Linked DNA regions of Mus musculus: all the other regions are linked to region 1. A link is a contact called in public HiChIP or PLAC-seq and Micro-C data. All regions are on one chromosome and are shown on one strand. Each heading gives the region's core, a stretch centred on a gene start, on an enhancer-like site or on the middle of the called end of the contact. The rest is flanking DNA. Distances are from core to core; before and after follow the strand shown.

Region 1 (3,677 bases), core at 880-3,379:
GAGAGGTAATTGCATAGGAAATTATACACATGGGGGAAGAATACATGAACCTAACTTCTAATGCAATCCATTAAAAAAACATCTAAATAAAAGCTCTTAGAACAACCCCTCTAATAATCATAACTTTGGTTCCCCCATGTATCCCAGCTAACTTCCGAACTGCTTTGTAGCCCAGGAGGACTTTGAACTTCTGTTCTTCCTGCCTCTAGCCCCCAAAGGCATGGGTTACAGCTGTGGACCACTATGTCTAGTTTAAAGTGCTGGGCATGGAACCCAGGCCTTGTGCACAAGAGGCAAGCACGTTACCAACAGAGCCACGCCCCTATCATCTTAGACTTAACTGCTCCCCACTCCTTGGTAATCTTCACCCAGCCCTTTGCAGAGAGAAAGTTCACCTGATCTGCACTGAATTTGCCAGCTGAGGACACGATTCTTCAATTAGCTTGTACAGCTTTGACAGTGTAATATCTGGGCCCTGTGTAAAGGAGAAAATAAGGTTAGAGATAACGGGCAAAGAGCTTCGGACTGAGAAACGACTGAAAAGAGTCATTTATCAATCATTCCAAACGAGACACATGGAATCAGGATTTTCCTGACTATGCAAAATACGAAGACATACTTCACATTTGTAGATTGGTTTTAGTCAATGGAATAATCTATTAAAAAAAAAAGGAGAAAGAAAAATGAACAGGATTTATAGGATAAGGCTCTCTTTCCTTTGTTACTCTTAACAGGCAACGCTGAGCCCGTCTCCATCAGTTAAATGGACTTAATAATCACTATCTCCTTTGTCTGTGGAAAAGTTAAGTGGGAGACTGTGAAAGGCTTTGCACACCGGGAAGCACTATACAAAGGTGGGTGCTCTAGTTCTCCTGAGTATAAACACATTTCATCGTTTTCTGAACTGGGGAAGGAAGGCTAACCCAGAAGCAGAGCCTTCTCTAGACAAGGTTTAAAATTACTCACTGGGGCCATTTTTAGAAAGTCAGTGTTTACACCACTCTAGATGTAGGTAACCCAACTCGACTTCTTGGGAAATTGTATTTGACATATACTATTTTAAGATTGCCTGTATGGCTGGGTATACAGCTCTAATCTCAGCACTCAGGAGACAAAGGCAGGGGGATCTCTTGAGTTGGAGGCCACCCTGGTCTACAGAGCGAGTTCCAAGACATCCAGGGCAACACAAAGAAACCCTGTCTTGAAAAACAAACCACGGGTTGGTGAGATGGCTCAGCGGTTAAGAGCACTGACTGCTCTTCTGAAGGTCCTGAGTTCAAATCCCAGCAACCACATGGTGACTCACAACCATCTGTAATGAAATCTGACCCCCTCTTCTGGGGTGTCTGAAGACAACTACAGTGTACTTACATATAATAAATAAACAAGTTAGAAAAAAAGAAAAACAAACCACTACAAAGTGAGTTCCAGGACAGAGAAACCCTGTCTCGAAAAACCAAAAAAAACCCAAAAACAAACAAAAAAAGACAAACAAACCAAACTAAAAGAACCTATATGTTAAAACAAAAACAAAAAAAAAAACCCTCAAAACTTATCATTTATAGGAAAAGAGTTAAACCATGCCGGTTAGCTTAGGATGAAATATCATGCAGTTGCTAGTGTTCTTTTTCAGTGACAAGATGAAGCCCCGCCCCCAGGGCCCCTCCCCCGGGGCTGGACCTTCCCTGCCCTCCAGCTCAGGGCGGGGCCCACGCGAAGCGCGCGCGCGCGTGCGGTAATGGGCGGGAAAGAGCGGGCGCCCCTCACCTGCAGCAGGGGCAGGAGCAGCTGGTTGAGCTTCCGCCGCTCCACGAGGCTGACGGCGCCCTCGCCCGTGCGGCCCATCTCGTTGAGCAGCACCAGGACGGCGATCTTATAGGGCGTCACCCAGTCCTTGATGCCAAACAAGTTGGCGTGCACTACCCCGTTGGTCATCATCGGGCTGAAGTCCTGGCTCTTCGTGGACGCCGGCAAGGACAGGCCCTCTCCAGGCCTGCCACGCGCCGCGCCCACGAGCCGCCTTTACGCCATGGCTGCAGCCGCCCGGCACCTTAACCCGCCCAAGACTGTTTCCCACAGTAGCGGGGGCCTCAGTGTCCCTCTCCCACCCCGGCGGTGCCTTCGACCAATCAAAGACCAGAAGGAAGACTGACAGCCAATCAAAACAGCCAAACCTGTAGTGAGCGGGGGTAGGGGAGGGGGTGGGACATAAATGGTGTTATGGCAAATCGGTTCCCTACAGAAACGCTCAACCAAGGCGACCAGGTTCCTAGTCGACGTGGACAGGGATCTGGGAGGAAGACGCAGGGATTTTGATCAGAGACAGCGTGAACTACAGGCCACGCGTGTATTTATTTAATTTGATCTTCCTTCTCGCCCCCATTTAATTGCATCTTTGCCTCTAGCGGTACACGAAATTGAACAAGACACCTCGCCTGTATATGTGTATACCAGGGAAGCTCTCTTAACAAAGACCTTCAGCTGAAGCGATGCTCCTCCCCTTTTGGAGAAAAAAAAAAAAAAACTTACTAAGTAGCATAAACTGGCCTTGAACTCGCGACAATAGCTGAGATGATTTGAATGATCTACCCTGCCCAAAAGACATTTTTAAATCATTGTATTTAAAAGCAATGGGATTAAATTGGCATGTTTAAATTATATTTGCATACTAGATGTGATAGCTCCCTGCCTCTTACTCCAGCAACCTGGAGGCACAGGCAGTGGCAAGCACATCTCCATAAATTCGAGGCCAACCTGGTCTATAAAGCCAGTTCCAGGCCAGCTAGGTCTGCATAGTTAAGAAGACCCTGCCTCAAAAAACTTTTTTTTCGCTAGGCAATGATGGCACACGACTTTAATCCCAGAACGTGGGAGGCAGAGACAGACAGATTTCTTTTCTGAGTTCAAGGCCAGCTTGGTCTACAGAGTGAGTTCCAGGACAGCCAGGGCTACACAGAGAAACCCTGTCTAGAAAAACAAAAACAAAAAGCATTTTTTTCACTCATATTAAATTTTTTTGATACAAGGTGTCACCATGCAGCCCTTTGTAGAACCTGCCTCTGCCTCCCTACTAGCAGTAGGGAGCCACCATGCCTGTCCTTATTCTCCTTTTGTAAGGACAAGAGCCCATGTTTTTCTTCAACATCTCACAAATGCCATTTGTAGGCAGCTACGTGTCAGTTTGCAAGTGCGATACCCATAGTGAAACAAAAGGTAAGACCACCTTCTTGTGAATGGATATCTGTATCCCACCTAAGTCACTACAAAGTCCAACATCAGGTAAATGAAGCTCTTAAAACCAACCCCCGGTCTACAGTATTTTCAGTCTGACTTTTCACAATGCCCCTTCTACTTATCTGTATTTCTCAAGACACTTAGTTCTCTAGAGCTTAAAGTATTATTATCAGGGCTGAAGAAACAGCCCGGTTGTTAAGAGCACTAGAGCACTTGCTGTTCTTGCAGAGAAATTGGGTTTGGTTCCCAGAACCCACATGGTCCATCAGTATCTTCTGGCTTCTGCGGGCACCAGACAGCCATGTGGTACAGAGATATATATGCAGGCAAAGTACTCGTACAAATAAAATAAAAATAAATAAGTATTTTAAAATAAAAATATTATCAGTGATTAGTCATTCTCAGTAGTTTTCATAGCTCTTTATTTTTTAAAGTTTTTTAAA
Region 2 (3,677 bases), core at 720-3,219, 250 kb after region 1:
CTTGGGAGGCAGAGGCAGGTGAATTTCTGAGTTCAAGGCCAGCCTGGTCTACAGAGTGAGTTCTAGGACAGCCAGGGCTACACAGAGAAACCCTGTCTCGAAAAACCAAAAGAAAAAGAAAAAAAAAAAAAAAAAAAAGAAAAAAGAAAAAGAAAAAGAAACCCTGTCTCAAAAAAAAAAAAAACAAAACAAATTTTTTTTTTTCATTTTCCCACTTTGATTGGTTGTTTTTTTTTTTTTACTAGATATTTTCTTTATTTACATTTCAAATGTTATTCCCTTTCCTGGTTTCCCCCACGAAAACCCCCTATCCCCTCCCCCTCTCACTGCTTACCAACCCACCCACTCCTGCTTCCTGGCCCTGGCATTCCCCTACACTGGGGCATAGAACCTTCACAGGACCAAGGGCCTTTCCTCCCATTGATGACCAACTAGGCCTTCCTCTGCTACATATGCAGCTAGAGCCATGAGTCCCTCCGTGTGTAGTCTTTGGCTGGTGGTTTAGTCCCTGGGAGCTCTGGGGATACTGGTTAATTCACATTGTTGTTCCTCCTAGTGGGCTGCAAGCACCTTCAGCTCCTTGGGTACTTTCTCTAGCTCTTTCATGTGACTGCTGGGAATTGAACTCAGGATCTCTGGGAGAGCAGCCAGTGCTCTTAACCGCTGAGGCTGACCCATCTCTCTAGCCCTTCTGGGGATTTTCATTCACAGTGTCTTCATAAGAGAGGGCACACAGAGAGGCCCTGTAACTACTGGTCAGAGAGAATGGAGCAATGCAGATGAAAGCCATGGAGTATGTAGGCTCAACAGTCACTGTCATGGCTACTAGGTAGCAAGGCAAGGCCCTACCCAGGGTCTCAGGAGTCATGACACTTTCGTTTCAGGTTGGTCGCTGTGAGATAAATGCACTTCTATTGTCTAGGCCACCCACTTGTAGCTAAGCATAGCCCTGTGAAACTAATGCAGGTGTCCTTTTAATTTTAATTAATTTTACAGGGTCTTACTGTGGAGCTGGCCCTGAGCTATGTAGACCAGGCTGGTCTCAAACCCACAGAGATCTATCTGCCTCTGGCCCTGGAGTGCTTCAATGAAAGGCATGTGCCACCCAAACTGCAGAACACACACCCTTAACCACTGAAGTTTTTCCCTCCAGCCCCGACAGGCATCATTTGATATTTTATTTGTTTGTTTGTTTGTTTGTTTGTTGAGACAAGTCTTACTACGTTGTCAAGGCTGGTATGCAATATCACACCCAGCTGCAGGTGTCATTTGAATGAGGTTCCAGGAGTGAGCAAGAAGCCACTGCATGATGATTCAGAGGGAGGAATGTCAAGTCAGGATAAAAACAATGGCCGGAGAGCTGGATTTAGGGCAGGGAGATAGGAGGTGTGGTTGGAAAAGCCAGGCTTGTGCAGGTCTTTTCGGACTTGGCACGGAAAGGGAGGCAACTGTATTCCATAAACTTGGTGGTTGTGGCTTTTGACTGACAGCACCAGCTGTCAAGAGTCACCCAGTGTCTTAGAGGACAGGGATGTATCTAGGCTGTATTGGTTGCAATAAATATCATCGCCAGCGTGAGATGACAGAGCCAAGTCTGCATTTTTCCCATCCTGCCCTTGACCTTACTACGCGGTCACTGTCAAAGCTGTCATTTCAGGGCACTGGCTTTGGCCTAGGTCAGGCAATGTGAAGGAATACATGAATTTTCCCTTTACCTCCTCCAAATCATTTCCACCTCACTCTCCCACAAAGATAATCTAAGTAACATAAGCCATAAATGCAGCTTACACATAAACCCTCCACCCACTCCGACGAGAAACCTACTACCTACACACGAGGAGTGAAGAGACCCAAAGAAGACTGAAGAGTTGCACCCGCCACGAGGCCAGAGCCCGGGGGATCGCCCATGCGCATGCGCGGGCCCCACCCTCGGGCGAGGGGGTGAGGCTGGCGCCGGGGCGGGGCCCGTGACGTCAGGTGCGCGCGTGGCTCCGGCTGCGCAGGAACAGCTGGTGCCTCGGGAGGCGGCTAGTGAGCGGGCGGGCGTGGGCTGCTGGTGGCCGGACGGGTCACGCTGCGGGTTTCGTCGCCGCCGCCGCCGCCGCCTTGCACCATTGCACCATGTCCGGCCAGCTGGAGCGTTGCGAGCGCGAGTGGCACGAGCTGGAGGGAGAATTTCAGGAGCTGCAGGTAGGACCGGGCCACCTGGTCCCGCCACTCTTGCTACCTGCGGTGCTTGTGCCTTCCCTATCTAGCCATCCCAGCCCGGAGGTGGGGCGATAGGACCCAGACGGTGGCCCGGGCTGTGCGTCCGATGGGCTGGTGGGTGGCCTGGCGCAGCCCCTTCCTATGTAGCAGCGCTTTGGCTCCTCAGTCTCTTGGGGCGCCCCTCATTCTCGCGCCCTCTCATCCACTCTTTGCTCCACGCTCTCCCTTCGCTACAGAAAGTTCGTCTCTGGCCCCCGAGGCAAGTTCCAGGTGTGTTCACGAGGAAACTGTGATACTCAAAGGACACCAGACCAACCCCCACACAAGGGATCTTCCCCCCAACCCTCCAGTTGCAGTTGGCTGTTCAACTCCTTACTACACGCTCTGTGCTGGCTGGGCAGCCCTCGCTGCAACTGCGGTTTGAGAGTTGTGCTTGGCTGCTTTCATCTTGGCCCCTTAGGCAGTTTTTAAGTCTCAGAGACCCCTCAGTCATAGCCTTGACTTTGGGAGCTCTGATGTGGTTCTGCTTATCGGCTGCTGCGAGCTGAGTTTACCATTGTGGATGGCAGGCATCTGTCAGTTCTGACAGCTGGCTGCCTCACCCGGTGATAGAGGGCTGCACCCAACCCCTCACCGTTTTGGCACAGAGCGTTCCACCTGGTGTGTTGAAGGTTGGTATAAGAGCTGGGCTCTTGAGAGGATAGCATCGCCACCCGGTCCTATCAGGAGGGTCCAGAGAGGCCTCAGCTATATGCTCTGGGGACTAGAGACTCAGGAAACCTTGGGGACGGCCAAGAGGAACAACACATGGCTTCCTCGCATTCACTCTCTCCTCCTCTCAATGGTTACTTTGTCATTCCCCTTGTCCCTGTAGCGTTCTCAGTTGGGCTGACCTCCTGCAATGTCCAGAGGAGAATGCTGTCAAGGGAGGTCTGTGATGGGTCTTTGTAAAGTGAGGCTGCCGATGTTACAGAAGGATGCCGGTGAACCTGAGCAGCAGATCGGCATGGGCAGAGACTTAAGAGACCCAGGACTGTCATCCCTTCGTAGTCCCTCCAGCATATATGGATGGGTTGGTGCCTTCTCTTTCAGATCTGAGGTCTTGGGTTCCTCATAGTTCCCAGAGGATCCCTTTTGGTTCCACCCACGGGGAAAAGACTCAGCCATATCCTTAACAATTTTTCCCACTGGGCTGTGAAGCCATGCCCAGCCACAGAGCCAGTGAGTGGGTCTTAGAGTTGGGAGTGGGAGAAGAGGTTTCCTGCGTGGGGCTTTTGCTTCTATTTCCTTCCTTTCGGCTTGTTTTAAACTACGAGGAGGAGGAGCCTAACACTGCAGAACTATGCAATTAATGCAATTATCAACAATTAGGTAGCAAGTCTTGGCAGGCAGGTGTCGTAAAGGAGGCCTTTGATTTGTTATGACAGGAAGATGTCATGAGGGGTCAGGTGCTCGGGTGGTCGGGGGCG
Region 3 (3,677 bases), core at 666-3,165, 210 kb before region 1:
GAAGCCCTGGGTTTGATTCCCAGCACTGAATTAACTGGAGGTCCGTGAGCAGGCCTGTAACGTCAGCACTCAGGAGGTGGAAGCAGGAAGATCACAAGTTCAAGGTGGCCCTTGCTTGGCTACTTAGTGTGAGGTCAAAGCCGCTTGGGCGCCTTGAGACCTTGTCAAAATCACAGCAACAAAACTGAACTGCTATTCCTGAGCACTGCCCCACACTGTAAGCCCAGAAGTGAGGCGGCTGAGAAAGAAGGAGGCAAAGTTTAAGGCCAACCTGGGCTGCACTATAAGACCCTCTTAAACTAGAAAAGGTGAGGTGGACAAGACGACAAAGTCATCTCAATGCTTTCTTAGTTAAAACTATGAGACAGATACTGTTTCACTCAAGACATAAAGTAAGCCCTGAGCATCTTACTCCACCCCCCCCAACACACATGCTCGCGCGCTCTCTCTCTCTCTCTCTCTCTCTCTTTCTCTCCTTTTAAAACAGGTTTTGCTGTGTAGCCTTAGCTGGCCTGGAACTCACGGTGTAGACCAAGCTTCTCTCTCCTGAGTGCTGGAATTAAAATCAAGAGCCACCAAGTCTGGCATGAAATGGGTTCTTTAATTGGGTGGGTGAAGCTTACATTTAGAAGACATTTGGAAGAAAGGAAGGAAGGAAAGGAGGAAGGAAGCTAGAAGGAAGGAAATAAAGTTGTTCTAAAAGATAAGAAAGGATGGCACAACCAGTATGGTTGCTAAATTTAAGGTTTCTTTTTAAGTTTATATATAAAGACTATCTCAGGGATAGTAGTGTGCAATTTTAATCTCAGTGCTAGGAGGCAGAGGCAGGAGGATTTCTGAGTTTGAGGCCAGCCTGGTCTACAGAGTGAGTTCCTGGCCAGCCAGGACTCTACAGAGAAGCATTGTCTCAAAAAACAAGCCAGAAATAAATAAATTACAGAGAATATCTTTACTTTTTAAAAACTTGGGAGGCTCAAGTTTTCAACTGTAAAAATATAATACACATCCTTATATCCACATATATTTAAACTAATTTAGAAGTTGTCCATACGGCTTTTTCTTCTCTGAGAAACACAAAATCAAACCAAATATCTGGATAAGCAAGAAAATGTTGCCAAGAGAAGAAAAGGGGAGGGGCTCACGATTATTACAGGCAACTTAATGGTTGCTAAGGGTGGGGAACCATAATTAAACTCATTGGACCTCCAAAAGAAAAGGGGAGTGAGGTGGGGGCAAAAAAGTCGAAGGGAGAAGGGTTAGGAAATGGATTCCGTGGGAGCAGGAAAGCGAAGAGCGAGAAACGGGGATGGGGTGATGGAATACACTATATGTATGCATGTGTGAATACAGTGGTACCCATTATGCGCAACTAATACACGCCAAGTTTCCAAACTTTTTTAAGAAAAGAAATGAGCTGCGTTGCCCCACCAGCTTTCAGAGGACAGAGATGCTCTTGAACCAGGTAGGGCTGTCGCTGCCCGCCGGGCGCTGCGCGCTAAAATTAGCAAAAGCAATTACTCTCCCTCTTCCAGCGCAACCGGCCGAGCTAATTCACCAGCACTCACCCACTGCAGCACCCAGGGGGAGCCGGGGCAAGAATTAAAACCAGGACGCGCGTGGTATCCGGCCCAGCCGGGGCAGCGCGCGCAGGCCTACGGCCTCCTGCGACGCCCGGAGACCGAGGGGGACCCGCGCGGCCGACCCCCCGCCCCCCGACAGGCCCTGCTGCCGCCACCGGCCGGGAGCGGGCGCAGCTTGACGGGATTCGGGGGTTCGCGGAGTTCCCGACCGCGAGTTGGCGGGGGTTACCTCAAATCCTCCTCACGAAACCACCTCCCCACCCTCGGGAGGCACTGGGGCGCTTGCGGGTTCTTAGAGACCGCTCCTTGGCAACGGTTGCCATGCGGTGACGTCACTTCCTCTGGCTCGGGGAGGAGGGGGGCGCGCGCACACCGGAGGGCGGAGCCTCGGGCTGGAAAGCTTGGCCCTGGTACCTGGGGTTCCGAACCTCTGCAGAAAGCCTAGGGTGACTCTGGCTGTTATTCCCACTTAGACTCCTGCTGATAATAACCTTTGCGAACCGTCTACCGTTCTCACCTTGACAAAGGGCTTAACCTGTGCTGTTTGCGTGTGCTGTTTCATTCATTCATTCATTTATTTACCAAACTTGGGGCGACTTGTTTGAAGCAGGACTGGATAGGGTTTGGGGTCAGAAAGCATTGGGCGTGGTTTCCGAATTTAGGTTTTCGACGAAAGAATCTCCAGGTTAAATCATGCATGGAACAATTATAAACTATGGATTGAGAGACCCAGACATGGAGAGGAGAGACAGACCGGGACAAATGGAGGCCTACTCTGAAAACTAGGTTAGATGCTCAGACATCCTTGGAGAAACAGTAAATGTAATACCAGACTTGCCACAACCTCAAGCTAACAAATGATAAATTAGGCATTCCATACTGCTGACTGCTGGAAATGCAATAGAGAACAAGACCCAATAGGGTTGGTTCTGTCCTCACAGAGATGATGGGGAAAGAGAGGCAATATAGTTAAACAGCCCAGGACGGAGAGAAATGTACCAAGATGTCTCAGTGATGACAGAGTATGTGTGACGTTTACTGGGGGACAGGGATGGCTGAAGGAATCATACTGTCATGTCTCCATTAGACAGAGCGCTGTTTAAAGACCAGTAAAAAGAATCCAAATGACCTGTTGAGGTAGCTCAACTGGTAAAGGCGCTTGGCACACAAACCTAGAGACAGGTTCCACAGAGACAGATTGTGGTGTCCCCACCTGCTACAGACGAAAGGAGGAACTGACTTCACCCTGTGATTCCTTGGTGGGATTCACTGAGGAGTCTAAGAAGACATTCCTAGCAACAGTTTTACAGCATAGAGACCTTGCTTATTCTGTCTGAAACAAACTGTGGGTAGCTTTTCTTTTCCCCCCAGAGACGCCTGGTCAAGTCTGGTATGTAAGCTCCTAATGGTACCTTCTAACTGAACTGTGTTTGAGATTTTGAATAGATTTCTAACAGGCTCTAACAGCGGTTCTGAAAGCTTGTCACTTCTACCTCACCTCCCGCTCCACCCCCTCTTCCTCCACCTCCTCATCCTGTTCTCCTATAGCCTGTGCTAGGAAAGAACTCTACCACTGAGTTACACCTCCGACCTTGCTTTTTATTTTATTACATCATTAATTTATTGTGTGTAGGAGGGCCGGGCCCGTTGTGAGCAAGGCCACCCCTGGGCATGTGGGCCTGGCCGATGTAAGAAAGGTAGCTGAGAATCTCAGGAGAAGCAGGCCAGTAAGAAGTATTCCTTTGTGGTTCCTGCTTCAAGCTCCTGCCTTTTCTTTCCTGATGACGGACTATGATCTGTAAACTAAGTAAATCATTTCCTCCCCAAGTTGTTTTTGGTCATGGTAGTTTATTACGGAAATAGAAAGCAAACTAAAACAGGTGCTTAGATGCTGTGTCATTGGGAAGTTCATATCACTCCTGTATGACTTAATCTAAGAGTTCACTGTCATCTTGACTTGCTCTCTCCCCCCATCTCTGTCTCCTCCCCCTTTGCTCTGAATGGGCTGCTAGTACTGGTGGGCTGCTAGTACTGGGAGGCTTACCCCTGTCCTGGCAGCCTAGTGTTCCAGAAAGTTCTCGGCGAAGACTCTCATTG

What was found. Hi-C and Micro-C count contacts between places; a contact is called where the count stands out from the background. HiChIP or PLAC-seq counts read pairs in DNA pulled down with a chosen protein or histone mark.
Region 2: a contact with region 1 is called in a BATF HiChIP or PLAC-seq map of CD8 T cells, with 5 read pairs. The contact joins the promoter of Tmem120b here to the promoter of Anapc5 in region 1. A contact is called at or near these places in 2 of 39 promoter capture datasets (HPC-7-derived erythroid cells and neural stem cells), 9 of 484 Hi-C or Micro-C datasets (CD4 T cells, the G1E-ER4 cell line, the HL-1 cell line and 5 more), 7 of 115 datasets of contacts at active chromatin or transcription factors (the 230-238 cell line, CD8 T cells, acute myeloid leukemia and 2 more) and 2 of 9 other capture datasets (adipose tissue and liver).
Region 3: a contact with region 1 is called in a Micro-C map of embryonic stem cells, with 4 times the contacts expected there. The contact joins the promoter of Ift81 here to the promoter of Anapc5 in region 1. A contact is called at or near these places in 2 of 39 promoter capture datasets (liver and macrophages), 1 of 484 Hi-C or Micro-C datasets (embryonic stem cells) and 2 of 9 other capture datasets (adipose tissue and liver).

Annotation. Positions count from the first base shown.
Region 1 is chr5:122,819,213-122,822,889 of GRCm38.p6, forward strand. Anapc5 (anaphase-promoting complex subunit 5) reads right to left here and starts at 2,130. Exons shown (of 17, transcript NM_021505.3): 1 at 1,768-2,130; 2 at 396-475. The coding sequence starts at 1,938.
Region 2 is chr5:123,074,306-123,077,982 of GRCm38.p6, forward strand. It overlaps Tmem120b (transmembrane protein 120B), which reads left to right and starts at 1,970. Exons shown (of 12, transcript NM_001039723.2): 1 at 1,970-2,190. The coding sequence starts at 2,122.
Region 3 is chr5:122,612,629-122,616,305 of GRCm38.p6, forward strand. It overlaps Ift81 (intraflagellar transport 81), which reads right to left and starts at 1,916. Exons shown (of 19, transcript NM_009879.4): 1 at 1,810-1,916.